Linked DNA regions of Rattus norvegicus: region 2 is linked to region 1. A link is a contact called in public Hi-C data. All regions are on one chromosome and are shown on one strand. Each heading gives the region's core, a stretch centred on a gene start, on an enhancer-like site or on the middle of the called end of the contact. The rest is flanking DNA. Distances are from core to core; before and after follow the strand shown. Region 1 has its middle 26 kb from the start of Hhipl2. Region 2 overlaps Dusp10 (dual specificity phosphatase 10).

Region 1 (6,107 bases), core at 1,887-4,386:
ATTATATTCACTCATCTACTGCCTCCTCCAGATTTCTCTAGGGCCCCAACCCCTCTCCTTCCCAGCTCCGCATCTTTTATTTTTATTTTTTTGTATCGATCGCCCTTTGAACCCAGTGAGTGCTGCTCGCATGCACATGAATATGGGCGATCCACTAGGGCATGAGGAGCGGTTCAGTGGCCGCATTCCTCAGCAGCTACCCAATAGCTTCTCCCATGTGGCTGGTGGGGACTTGGGGACCCCTCCCCTCCCCGTGCTGTAATTTTGACTGGCTTGCTTTTGTGCAGGTAACCACAGCTAATGTGATTTGATACATGCAACAGTTATGTCATGCCCCGAAGTCGGTGTTTCACAGCTCCCGCGCAGTGGCCAGCTGAGCACTGGATTGTGGGAGGTTGGTGTAGGTGATCCAGCCACAGCTGAGTGCTCGGTTGTTTTTAGTTGACCCACTGACCTGTTATGAGTCTTTACAGGAACCACGGCGCACTGCCAAAGGAAGCTTCTCTGACTGAAGGTGAAAGCATCAGGAGTCTACGGACATAAATATACATATTAAGAAGGTGGTTTGATAGCATGGCCATTTAGCAAAAAACCAAACCAAACCAAACCAAACCAAACCAAACCAAAACAAAACAAACCAAACCAAAACAAAACAAAACAAACCAGCAAAGCAAAGCAACATCAGTAGGTACCCCATACCCCACAGACAGGCCTGTGTTCTCCTCAGTCATGGGCTTTTGACCAGGTTTACAGTATGAAGGATGAAATATCTCTCATGGAGCAGGCCTCACATCCAACCAGAGAACCGTTGGTTACGGCCTTAGCTGTCATGCCTCTGTGTTCCAGTGGACACTTCTGTCAGGCCAGTGTGGCAAGGATCACAGCCGTGTGAGATTGTTGGTGACTTTTCCCCTCCAGAGGCTGGCACAGCACCTCTGGCCTAGGTAAGCTAGCCAGCAGAGTGTCCTGGTCAGCTTGGGTTGTTTCTCTATGTTCTGGATTGTAAGGGAGTGCTGTCTTCAGCAACAGGGTCTCACTGTCTAGTTCTGGAAGGCGACCAAGAGGAATGGCAGAAGCCTGTGTTGTGTTGGGTGCCTCTGGGAGCCTCCTTAACCAATAACTCTCAGGGAGGGATTGCCTGCCTGGTTCGGAGTTCGTCATTTGTAACTTACGTCTTCTGGGGGAGCATTATTTACTCATGCAGAGTCTTTCTGTACATGTATAATCACACATTATTAATATCCCAAACAGCGCCACCTACTGGGGCCAGGTGTTTAAACACATGAGATTATGGGGGGCATTTTACATCCAACCACCAGACTTGGGAACCCGAGTTCCAGACTCAGGGTTTCAATCAGGGACGACTTTGTACCTTCCACCCCAGGGAGCCGATGGAAACAGCCGAAGAAACTCTCAGAGCTCAAACAGAAACGCCTCCACATGAAAACTTCAGGTTTCTTCAGGTTTTCTTTAGAGAGTGGTTAAGCCTTTGCATATGTTTAAATTCAGATAAATTGTTCGGACAGCGCTGGAAGACAAGCAGGATGGTGGAGAATCGGGTGGCTCTAGAACTTTTTGTCCTGGAGTGGGAGATAGTGTTATTTCTCATCTTGGGGTCAGGAAATCCTGGTTTTCTATGGCTGTTCTGCTACTGCTGGCTGGGTGACCTCAGTCAAGTGACATGACATTTCTGAACTTCAGTTTCTTCATGTATAACCGAAATATTTCCCTAAGGAGCTGGTATAGACTATTCATGGGTTAAATAGTAAGAGGTCACAAAGTTCTTGGGACAAGACTTGTGCCTTTTATAAGACAACTTTGTGTTAAATGGTAGTTTATAGTAGTGGCTCCTCCTCCTGCTCCTCCCCACCCTTCCTCCTCCTCCTCCTCCTCCTCCTCCTCCTCCCACTCCTCCTCCCCCACTCCTCCTCTCATTGCTCCTCAACCCCCACATCCCTTTCTTTTGGCCATTCCCCAGTGTATTAGTTACTCCCCGCCCCCCCATGACAGAATACCTCATAGAAGCAATTTAAGAGAGGGGAGGTTTATTTTGGTGCATGACTTAGGAGCTATAGCTCTTCATGGTGGGAAAGGCAGTACACCTGTGGTGGTCGGAGCTTGTGGTGTGGCTTGTTCCTCATTCAGGGAAGTAGAAGGAGAATTAGGAACAGAGAGTAAGTTCCAAGCAGGACCTGCCTACAAACCGAAGGGTTTGCCCCTACAGACTCCCATGTCCTGAGCTCCATGGCCAACCTCCCAAACAGCGCCACCTACTGGGACAAAGTGTTTAAACACATGAGACTATGGGGGACATTTTACATCCAAACCACCAGCCTTGGGAACCTGAGTTCCAGACCCAGGGTTTCCAATCAGGGATGATTTTGCATCTCCCACCCCAGGGAGCCAACGGGAACACCTGCAGATATTTCAATAGTTGTTTCAGGATGGAGCTGGGGATTGGGGTTGCTACTGGCATCTCCTTGGCAAAAGAGGGGGAGTGTTAAGTGTTTGTGGCGAACAGACAGCTTCACAGTGACACAGACCACTTTGACCCTGTGGTACCAAGGTCAGTAAATCTCAGTCTCTAAATATCTGTAAGGCATCTGTTCGATGGTGAGTACCAGCTCGGGGTTCATGCACTGGGCAGGGAATGAGTAAGTACCATGGAGGCTTCCTGGTAAGTAGCCTATCTATGCTTAGTGACTATGTGGAAACACTTTCTACCTCTTGGATGGGAAGGGCCACGGGTACCGGGAGGGTAATCTTGCACTCCAAGTTTAGAGACCTTGAGCAGGAAGGTTAAAGACAAGAAAGTTGCACGGGTCCCTTGGGAGGGCCATCTTTCTCCATGTCTGTGCTTGGGTTGCCTGGGGACGACATCAGCTTCTCTGTCACGAGGTCATCATTTATAAGCAAAGGCGGCTAAAGAGAAAGGGGTGAGGCAGGGCTCGCAAGTAAAGAGCTCGCCCAGCTTCCTTCTTGGTGACATGGTCCCAGTTTATTTACATTAAAGATTAAAAAGTGCACAGTACAAGACTTCCAGGCAAAGTCTGCCTGCTGAGTAGTAAGTAGAGAACTTTTCCCTACAAGAGGACCTTGCTGTCCTCTTGGCTGCTGTGAAGTGAGTAGTCAGTAGGTGGCGCTAGTTCACCACATAAGAGGATGCCAGCCCTGGCTACAAATTATACCAGTCTTGGAGTCTCTCACTCCTGAAGAGGAAAATAGAGTAACAGGAGCGATTTAGTTCTTAAAATAAGTCAGCAGCCCAGTGAAGCAAACGCCATGACGACGGCAGGTACATTTTCTTGCCTGAACTGGTGGAGAAGGACATTTGCCGCCAGAGGCTCTGGCTGCAGATTCCAAATGATCAAAACACACAATTAGACGAAGTCTCGCAGCAGGCCTGGCCTTGCAGGTGAATTTGAGCCATCTGGTGCCCAGTCATATGAGATCCGGCATGGACAGTGTGTTGTGGTGACAGTCCAGAGGGAAGGGCCCTGTCACTCGGGCTCCTGTTTGCGCTGCCAGTCCCCAGCTTGGGACAGTTTTGTCGACTTGAAGCTTTAACGTGACCAGGCTGTCTCTGGAGAGTGGTCTCTGCTTCCGTGCTGGGGACTGAGCAAAAGGCTCAAGAAAAAAGGGGCCAAATAGCAGTTTGAAATGTTGTGGAAAAGTCCCCCCAGTGTTAAGTGCTACGTTCCTGGAAAGTGGAGCAGAGCAGAATCTGGTATTTTGAGAGAGTCAAATACCGGATTGTTTGGCAGAAAGAAAAGGCAGGAGAAAGATGGTAGGCTAAGCCGGTTGTGGTGGCGCACACCGGTAGGATTTGCTGAAGGAGGCAGAGGCAGGAGGATCATGAGTTCGAGGCCAGCCTGGGCTACACATTTAAAAAAAAAAAGATGGCAGGCTAAATACACAGCGGGGTGGTAGGAGTATATTAATTATACATAATAATAATATAATTTGTTAATTATACATAACGGGTTTTCACTGTCTCTCCATACATACATCTTAAGCATCTTGCTATATTCACCTTCTCTTGTTCCCATCCCTCTCCTCCTGGTCCCCTCCCTCTTCCCAACACCCTGCCCCCCAATTCAACTTTCACGTCTTTTTTGTTGCCATTGGCCCAGAGAGTTTCATTAGGAAGCTTAAAGGCGTGTGGATGAAAGGTAGTTTACTGGGGCACAGGCGACTCAGAGATGGTTACACCACTGAAGAACGTGTTTCCCCTCCCCCAGTAACCATTAGCGGCTCATAACTCCTCAGAGAGGAGTGGGGTCTCTAGAGCCCCCTTCCCCCCTAAGATGCTGACGCCCTTGTCCCATGTAGGTCATCACAACGGCTGTGAGCTCAGGCATGTGATTACCATGTTGTGCCTAGAAGACAGTGCTCCCAAGCAAAGAGATTTGGTTTCTTAAGTATGTGGGTGACCTTTGGGTGTTTGCCACACTCTGTTCCCAGGAGCGTCTGGAGAGCCACGGGTCCCAGGCCAGTGAAAGCAGTAAGTCAGTATGACAAATGATAAACAGAATTTATAGACCCGAATAAAGGAATCGGCAAATTTAAATCCCACAACAGCATACACAGCATCTGAGATGACAACTGTGGCTTCGTGAGTGATCACAATGGAGGCCTTTACACTTGTGTGTGATGCTTGTGGATCTCAGCTACGTCCAGCAGTGAGGCTTCCAGATGGAGAGACTGGCAATCTGGTGGTGGGATGCTGTGTCCCAGGTCACCTCACATTAGCAGTGGACCCTCAAGACCTCTGGTCTAGGAAACAGAGTTTGTTCTTTATGCCTTGGGTGGCAAGAAGTGCCCTGGTGGCTCACTTTTGTGTAGCTATAAAGTAATAAGTGAAATCTATGTGGGAGTTTGAGTCCCTCCTCCTGGGACGCATTTTCCCATTCTCATTCTTCTCTCATCTGAGGAACACCGACTTCACACCATGTTCCCTTCAGGGCACTGCGGAAGACCTGCGCAGAGACAAATGTGGGGTCTCTGCCTTCAGGAAGACAAGGAAACAGACCTTCTACCCTGCTGATCCTCTCACACATAGTCTGAGAAATGGGTACTTCCAAAGTTAACTTGTTAGTGTAGAAGACCTTAAATGGACTGCCTGAGGTTGCCTAAGCACAGATCTAGGTCTGAAAAGTAATAGTCTTTAGCCAGGACAGTTGGCCTTTGGAAGGCAAAGGCTGCGTCTGGACTGAGTGATGCCTCCAGACTGAGGTATCAGAGAAGCAGAGGGTGGGGGTGAGGCAGGGGCAACAGCGTTGGAATTTTTAGAGGGCAAGGGAGATTTGACCTCAGTGCTTTGAGCTGCAGGGAGGACTCAGCAGGGCCGCAGGAATACGCTGGCTGCAGTCGAGTGCTGGTTTGATGATGTAGGACCACCTGCCCATCCTGAATTAGAATTGAGAGAGAAGGTTTTCAAGGCTGTGGCTAGTCCTGGGACCTCTTTTTCTCTCAGTCATATTTACAGTGAAGAATTTTTGTTTGTTTTACAAAAATAATTCGAGAGGCTGGCAAGGTGGTTTAGCAGATAAAGATGCTTACTGGGGAGCCTGACAGAGTGAGAGTTTAATCTCTGGAATCCACATGGTGGAGAGAGAGAACCAACACCTACAAGTTGCCTTCTAACCCACACACACACACACACACACACACACACACACACACACAATCTGTGCTACTGCGCTACTTTACACAACACCTCTCTGGTTGATTACCTTCAGTCATTCTTTTTCAAATAGACTTAGTGAGAAAGTTTTCCTCTCTCAGTTTCTATCCTAAGGTCCTGTCTATTCCACACTTCCACAGTTCGCTCTCTGCGTAAGAGGGGATGCTATGGGGAGCGTGAATAGAACTCAGCTGACCGTCCTTTCTTGAGGGAGCTCTGAAGTATGGTTTAAGTTAGAAAGGATCGAATGCTGTAAGAGAGGAAATGGAGTGTTTTGGGGGTTGAGGAGGAGCAGACACATCTGCTGGTGATAGCCAGGAGAGCTTCATGGAAGAGACAGCTAGTCCTTGGAAGAGCTTGGTTTGGGCCACACAGAGGTCAAGGTGTAGGCAAAAGGTATTCAGTGAAGAAATTAATGAGA
Region 2 (5,887 bases), core at 462-2,961, 550 kb after region 1:
CCCATGTCCCATTTTTAGGTCCACTAAGGTCCCCAACGTCTTTAAACAAACTCAGGGACACAGGACCTCGAATAGAATCAGAACGGGAAGAATTCCCATCAGCCCTTTTTTTGCAAATGTAAAATACCCTTTTAAATAGGAGTTAATTCTCTAGCAGATAATTAGCTTGTCTTTCTTGATAAAGTACAAGTTGGGTTGAACTTATTATAATTAATTTTGCATGTCATGTAAAAGTCCACCAGGCCTGCACTTCTTCCATGGATCTCTTTATTCTTAGCTGAAGGAGAGCTAGACGCCCAGTCCACTCACTGTCGTGAGCTTTCCTGGAACTAGAGAGAAGCCCGGATGATGATGATGCCTGGAAGCCTCCCCTCCAATAGGGGATGTGACTGTGAAGTTCCCCATCAACAGGCATTGAGCTTTCAGATTGATGAAGGCGTGTGTGTGTGTGTGTGTGTGTGTGTGTGTGTGTGTGTGTGTGTACACGCACTCGTTTGTGCACTCTACCTGTGAAGGCCAGAGGCTAACTTTCAGGAGTCTGTTCCCTCCCTTCACTGCAGGGTCCAGGAACCAAACTCAGGCACTCACAGGTGTGTACCTCACCCTTACCTGTTGATCCATCTCACCTGACTTCTGACTTACCTTTGCGTCTTGCTCTCTCACCGAACCCTAGGCTCACACTTGAGCTCCATTGGTGGGATCATGAACACTGCCCCCACCAAGATCTTTGTCTCCCCAGCCGACCCCTGAGGTATGTACTACTACACCTGGCCTTGGCAGGGTTGCCCAGGACTGCAAACTCACGTCCTCATGCTTTGTCACTTGTCCTTTACTGGGCTGTCTCCCCAGCCCACCATCCACATCTCCTGTCAAAAGATGCTCCAAAGCCACCCAAAGAATGACCTGGACACTCATCTCCTAGGAGCCACCATTGTTTTGCTTCTCGGTGTATAGCTTTTCACACTGTGGAGTGGGGTTCCTGGCTGTGTGTGACTGACTGGTGGTGGCTGGCGGCTCTGATCATTTTGTGACTTAGTAGGTCCCAGCTCCTTCTTTCCTTCAGCTTTTCCTCCTTACCTTTCTAAAGCTCTTCAGAGCTCTTACACCTTTCTCATCTGGCCACACAGTGTCTTCCAGGGGTCTTTGGTATCAAAAGCCATTATCCATGACTACTTGAAGGATTGAAGTATGTGCTGATGCGACATGCAGGCTTAGGAACAGAACTCTCAACACATAATGGGTTGGAGTGCCCTTTTTGGAGAAAAGAGTGGCTATTTCATATCTGTGGTGGAGACGGCTCACTTTCTGGTACAGTGTAGCTTGTAGAACCATCAATTTTTATTATTGGTCACTAACTCTGTCCATGTGAACACATGCACACACATACAAACACATCCTCCTTTCCGTTAACATGGCCAGAGACTGACTCTGGTACTCAGCAGGGACTCATTGAATGGGGACATCCCTTCTACCTGAGCTGATGTCTTCTGGTAGCTGGTCGAAGCAGCTCTGAATCATACATCTCAAATTTCAAAAACCCTTCTTGGGTTGCAGTGTGAAAGACTCAGCTGAGTGTTGAAACTGTAATTTGGTCAAATATATCATTAGTTTTAATTTTGGCCTGTTTCCCCTTTATGCCGTTCAGTGTAGTGACTAGAAAAATAGTCCTGCCGTGTAGCTTGTTGACATTTCTATCCAGTGAGGCTGATGTTTGTATAGTGATAAGTTATCACTTCTTTCTAGATGAGAAAATAGAGGCCGAGAGTGGTTCATGGAGTCACTCAGAGTCACACTGAAGTCACCTGAAGTCTAGGCTGACTCCCAGGTCCCCAGTGTTTATGGCTGTGTGGATTTGTTGTAAATTGATTGTTTTTTTCCTGCCCTCTGTCCCTGAGTTGTGGAGATGACCTCTCACCCTCTGGAATCTACAGAGAGATAAGAGTGCCTGAGCTGCTCCTGTAGAGCCCCTTGGCTCACACCTGAGTTTATGTTAATGAGATGACTCAGGGGACAAGCTGGTCATCTATCTGAAGGGCCAGCCCTGTGACTGGCCCTGAAGCTTGGCATGTAGCCAACCTCTGCAGAAGAGGCAAGCCGCACTGAGGATTAAGTTCAGTCACGGGGCTGATGCTGATCAATTCCAGTTGCACCTAATGAAACACTAACAGAAGCCCGGTCCCTGAAGCTCGTATGGGCACCCTCCTTGCACACAGGGGCATGGCAGCAAGGTGGAGTGTTTTCATTTTCACACGACTGAACACAGAAGTGCACGGTTTGGGATGTTCAGGCCTACCCTTTCCGCAGCTTCATTTTGCTGACCCTGGCGGTTTGCATCCTTCATAGTAAAGCCATTAGCACAAACAAAAGTGCTTTCCCCAGTTCAGCGAATCGCCCTAGTGGATTCTTGAATCCAAGGTGTTATGGGGAAGTAGAGAACAGGTGACTGTTTAGTCAGAGGTGCCAGTGGCCTGAGAGACTGCACTTGCAACTGGTGTTGGCAGTGAGGGCAACCGAGTTGAGGTCTGTGGTCTTCCACAAGAGTCAACCTTGGAATCTCTGTTGTGAGAGCCGTGTCAGAGCTGCACTATGTTTACCTGAGATTACCCGGCATCTGCTTGAAGGCCCCGGTGGCAAGAGAATACCACGGCACTTGGTAAGACAGCAAGACTTGCTTGTTTCCCGATCCTCACTTCCTTGGTGACAACAGGCAGCCTTCACTCTAGTCTTATAACATGATGTGGTCTTGGGAAAACTGCTTCCAGGTCAGCAGACAGACGGGCCGTTATTTCTAAGCCCCAGACTTTCCCAACTTTGGAGGCCCCCTCTGCTTCAACTCCTCGGTGTCACCTCAGGGATGTGGTGGCCAGGCATGCTGGCATCTTATAAGGATTCTTGAGTACTGACGTTGGGTCTTTGTTCCAGTAAGGAAACTGATGTATGGGAAAGCCCTAAGTAGAGGATTTGCATTATTTGCTCATTTGCATTGTAAGGGTTCATACTGGTGCTGTGTCTTACCGTGTTTCATAAATACACTGTTACATCTAATGGTGCCTTTTCTGTAGACACTCTGGATATTTTAGCCGTGATCTTGTATGGTTATTTTTGTCTATGTTGTTTTCCTTTCTCCTTCCTATCTTAAAATAGACAAGGTCTCCCCCATGGTCTTGCGAGCCATAACTTTTTAGCTACGCTCAGACTAGTCCTGTCCAGCGAAGCCTTCTTAGGTCACCAGCTCCTAGAAAGTTTGAATTCTCTAGGCACATGATAGGGCCACCCTGGAAGGGATTCTAAGAAAAGAAAAGAAAACCATCATTATTTGAGGGAGGGTTCCTACAAGAAACAGGAACGAAACAGAGTTGTGGGATCTCCTGAAATCTGTTGGACCTGGTCTTGCCCTGGGTGCTTCATACTCTGTCACCAGCGCAGGCTTGATCGTTAGAGGTTTAATGGTGGCAATAGTCCAGCCAAATAACTGATAGCAGCTTTCACTGAGGGGGCTAGCAGCTTTCTCCCCACCCTCCATGAAGGTCAGTTTCTAAATGAGGTAGAACAGGTGATCAAAAGTGACTGAAAGCCCCAGCGTTGGATGCACCCTTCCCCAAGCTACTTCCAAATGCTTGCCTTGCTATGAATGAACTACAGGGTTCAGAGTGCACCCTTCAAGGCACAAGTATGTGCTACAGCCCTGTGAGAGAGCTAGGGATGTAAGAATCCTTTTCAGGAGAGCCGAAACTCACCATTGAAGTAAAGCTCTTAGGATATAATCCCAGTATCTTATTTAGTTTTATTTTTGCATGTCTATGTGTGCACTCATGCATACATGCTCTTGGGTGTGTGTGTGTGTGTGTGTGTGTGTGTGTGTGTGTGTGTGTGTGTTCGTGTGTGTGTGTTCCTGGGTTTGCCTGTTATTTGCAGTGAGCCCCTGGGACACTCCTGTTTCTGCCTCCCACAGATGGCTGGATTCTTCTGTGGGTGCTGGGATTTGAACTCACATTCTCATACTTGCCCAGCAAGCATTTTACCCACTGAGCTGTTGTCTCTCCATTTCTTTGATAATGTGATTTTAAGTGACCTTAAATGTAAGTAACCAGCCTGCCAGTTCAGAGTTAATAAGGCAGATAAGAGGGACTAGGGATGTCTGGTTGTAGATCTGGTATTGTGGGAGAATCTGAACCACCCGGTCAGTGAAGACCCTGTCCAAAGTATCTGTGACTGTTGACCCTGTTTAGATGGAAGAGCTGCCAGGTCTAATGGCCAAACCAGACCTTTCTTAGACGCCATTGTGAGCACTTCATGAATGCATGCTGACCTGAATTCAGGGCCTGTTTCCCAACTTCCCTCAGCCTGGGTATCCCTCATGACCTTTCTTTTTCACAACCTTTTTTCATCTACATCTGTCATCTGTTGCTCATAAAGGATGTCCAAAGACAAGGGAGAGGAGGGAGGGGCTAGAGAGGAGGGAGAGGGGCTAGAGAGGAGGGAGAGGGGCTAGAGAGGAGGGAGAGGGGCTAGAGAGGAGGGTGAGGGGCTAGAGAGGAGGGAGAGGGGCTAGAGAGGAGGGAGAGGGGTTAGAGAGGAGGGTGAGGGGCTAGAGAGGAGGGAGAGGGGCTAGAGAGGAGGGAGAGGGGCTAGAGAGGAGGGTGAGGGGTTAGAGAGGAGGGAGAGGGGCTAGAGAGGAGGGTGAGGGGCTAGAGAGGAGGGTGAGGGGCTAGAGAGGAGGGTGAGGGGCTAGAGAGGAGGGTGAGGGGCTAGAGAGGAGGGTGAGGGGCTAGAGAGGAGGGTGAGGGGCTAGAGAGGAGGGAGAGGGGCTAGAGAGGAGGGTGAGGGGTTAGAGAGGAGGGTGAGGGGTTAGAGAGGAGGGTGAGGGGTTAGAGAGGAGGGTGAGGGGTTAGAGAGGAGGGTGAGGGGCTGGAGAGGAGGGTGAGGGGCTGGAGAGGAGGGTGAGGGGCTGGAGAGGAGGGTGAGGGGCTGGAGAGGAGGGTGAGGGGCTGGAGAGGAGGGTGAGGGGCTGGAGAGGAGGGTGAGGGGCTAGAGAGGAGGGAGAGGGGCTAGAGAGGAGGGAGAGGGGTTAGAGAGGAGGGTGAGGGGTTAGGAGGGAGAGGGGCTAGAGAGAGGAGGGTGAGGGGCTAGAGAGAGGAGGGTGAGGGGCTAGAGAGGAGGGTGAGGGGCTAGAGAGGAGGGTGAGGGGTTAGAGAGGAGGGAGAGGGGCTAGAGAGAAGGGAGGGGTGAGGGGCTGGAGAGGAGGGAGGGGCTACAGGGGAGGGAGGGGCTACAGGGGAGGGAGGGACTAGAGGCCACCAAGTGTGGCAAATCTCATTCTCAATGCCACTTACTGGCCTACTTGTCATGCGTAAGGCCGGGCAACTGGTTCTTTGCCTCTTCCTCATCTTTCCTGCACCTGCTTGCATGAGCTGTGGCTTGTGGTGTTCATCCAGGCCGGTCTCCCAGCATTCTCAGAACATTCTGGCATCGACATTTCACTACAGTTTTCCTAATGTTTCCTCATCCTCATCCCTTCTTTTCTCTCCAATTAGATTTATCTTTGGGGACTATTTTTAATCTCCCAAATCTCTAGCATAATGCGGAACAACACATAATTAATGGCCCTTTCTGGCTCATCCCGATGTTCATCTCATCTAAAAATATTTAACGAGCACTTGCTATTCAGAGCAGACGGTACAGAGTGAATGAGTACAATTTCTCTGAATAAACTCATTTAGTAGTGGTTCGTTTAATTATTGCATCAACTCTGTTGCCCATTGATGCTCTACTTTACCCAGAAGTAAACTAGGATCTGAAGACGCCAAACGACCTTCCGGAGCCTGTACCGCAGAGGCGCAGGGCAGCCTGCCACCAGCACCCTGAGCAGACATGCCCTGAGTCCTAA

Evidence for each region. Hi-C and Micro-C count contacts between places; a contact is called where the count stands out from the background.
Region 2: a Hi-C map of psoas muscle shows a contact between it and region 1, with 6 times the contacts expected there. The contact joins two enhancer-like sites. A contact is called at or near these places in 3 of 12 Hi-C or Micro-C datasets (Schwann cells, hepatocytes and psoas muscle).

Annotation. Positions count from the first base shown.
Region 1 is chr13:97,609,140-97,615,246 of GRCr8, forward strand. No RefSeq gene overlaps it. Among named protein-coding and RNA genes, the nearest start is that of Hhipl2, 26 kb to the left of the region's middle. Within about 2 kb of position 3,137, at least 8 of the 93 cell types and tissues checked have an H3K27ac peak or open chromatin away from gene starts, as enhancers often do.
Region 2 is chr13:98,161,515-98,167,401 of GRCr8, forward strand. The region is part of intron 2 of Dusp10 (dual specificity phosphatase 10); the gene reads left to right. Among named protein-coding and RNA genes, the nearest start is that of Dusp10, 19 kb to the left of the region's middle. Within about 2 kb of position 1,712, at least 23 of the 93 cell types and tissues checked have an H3K27ac peak or open chromatin away from gene starts, as enhancers often do.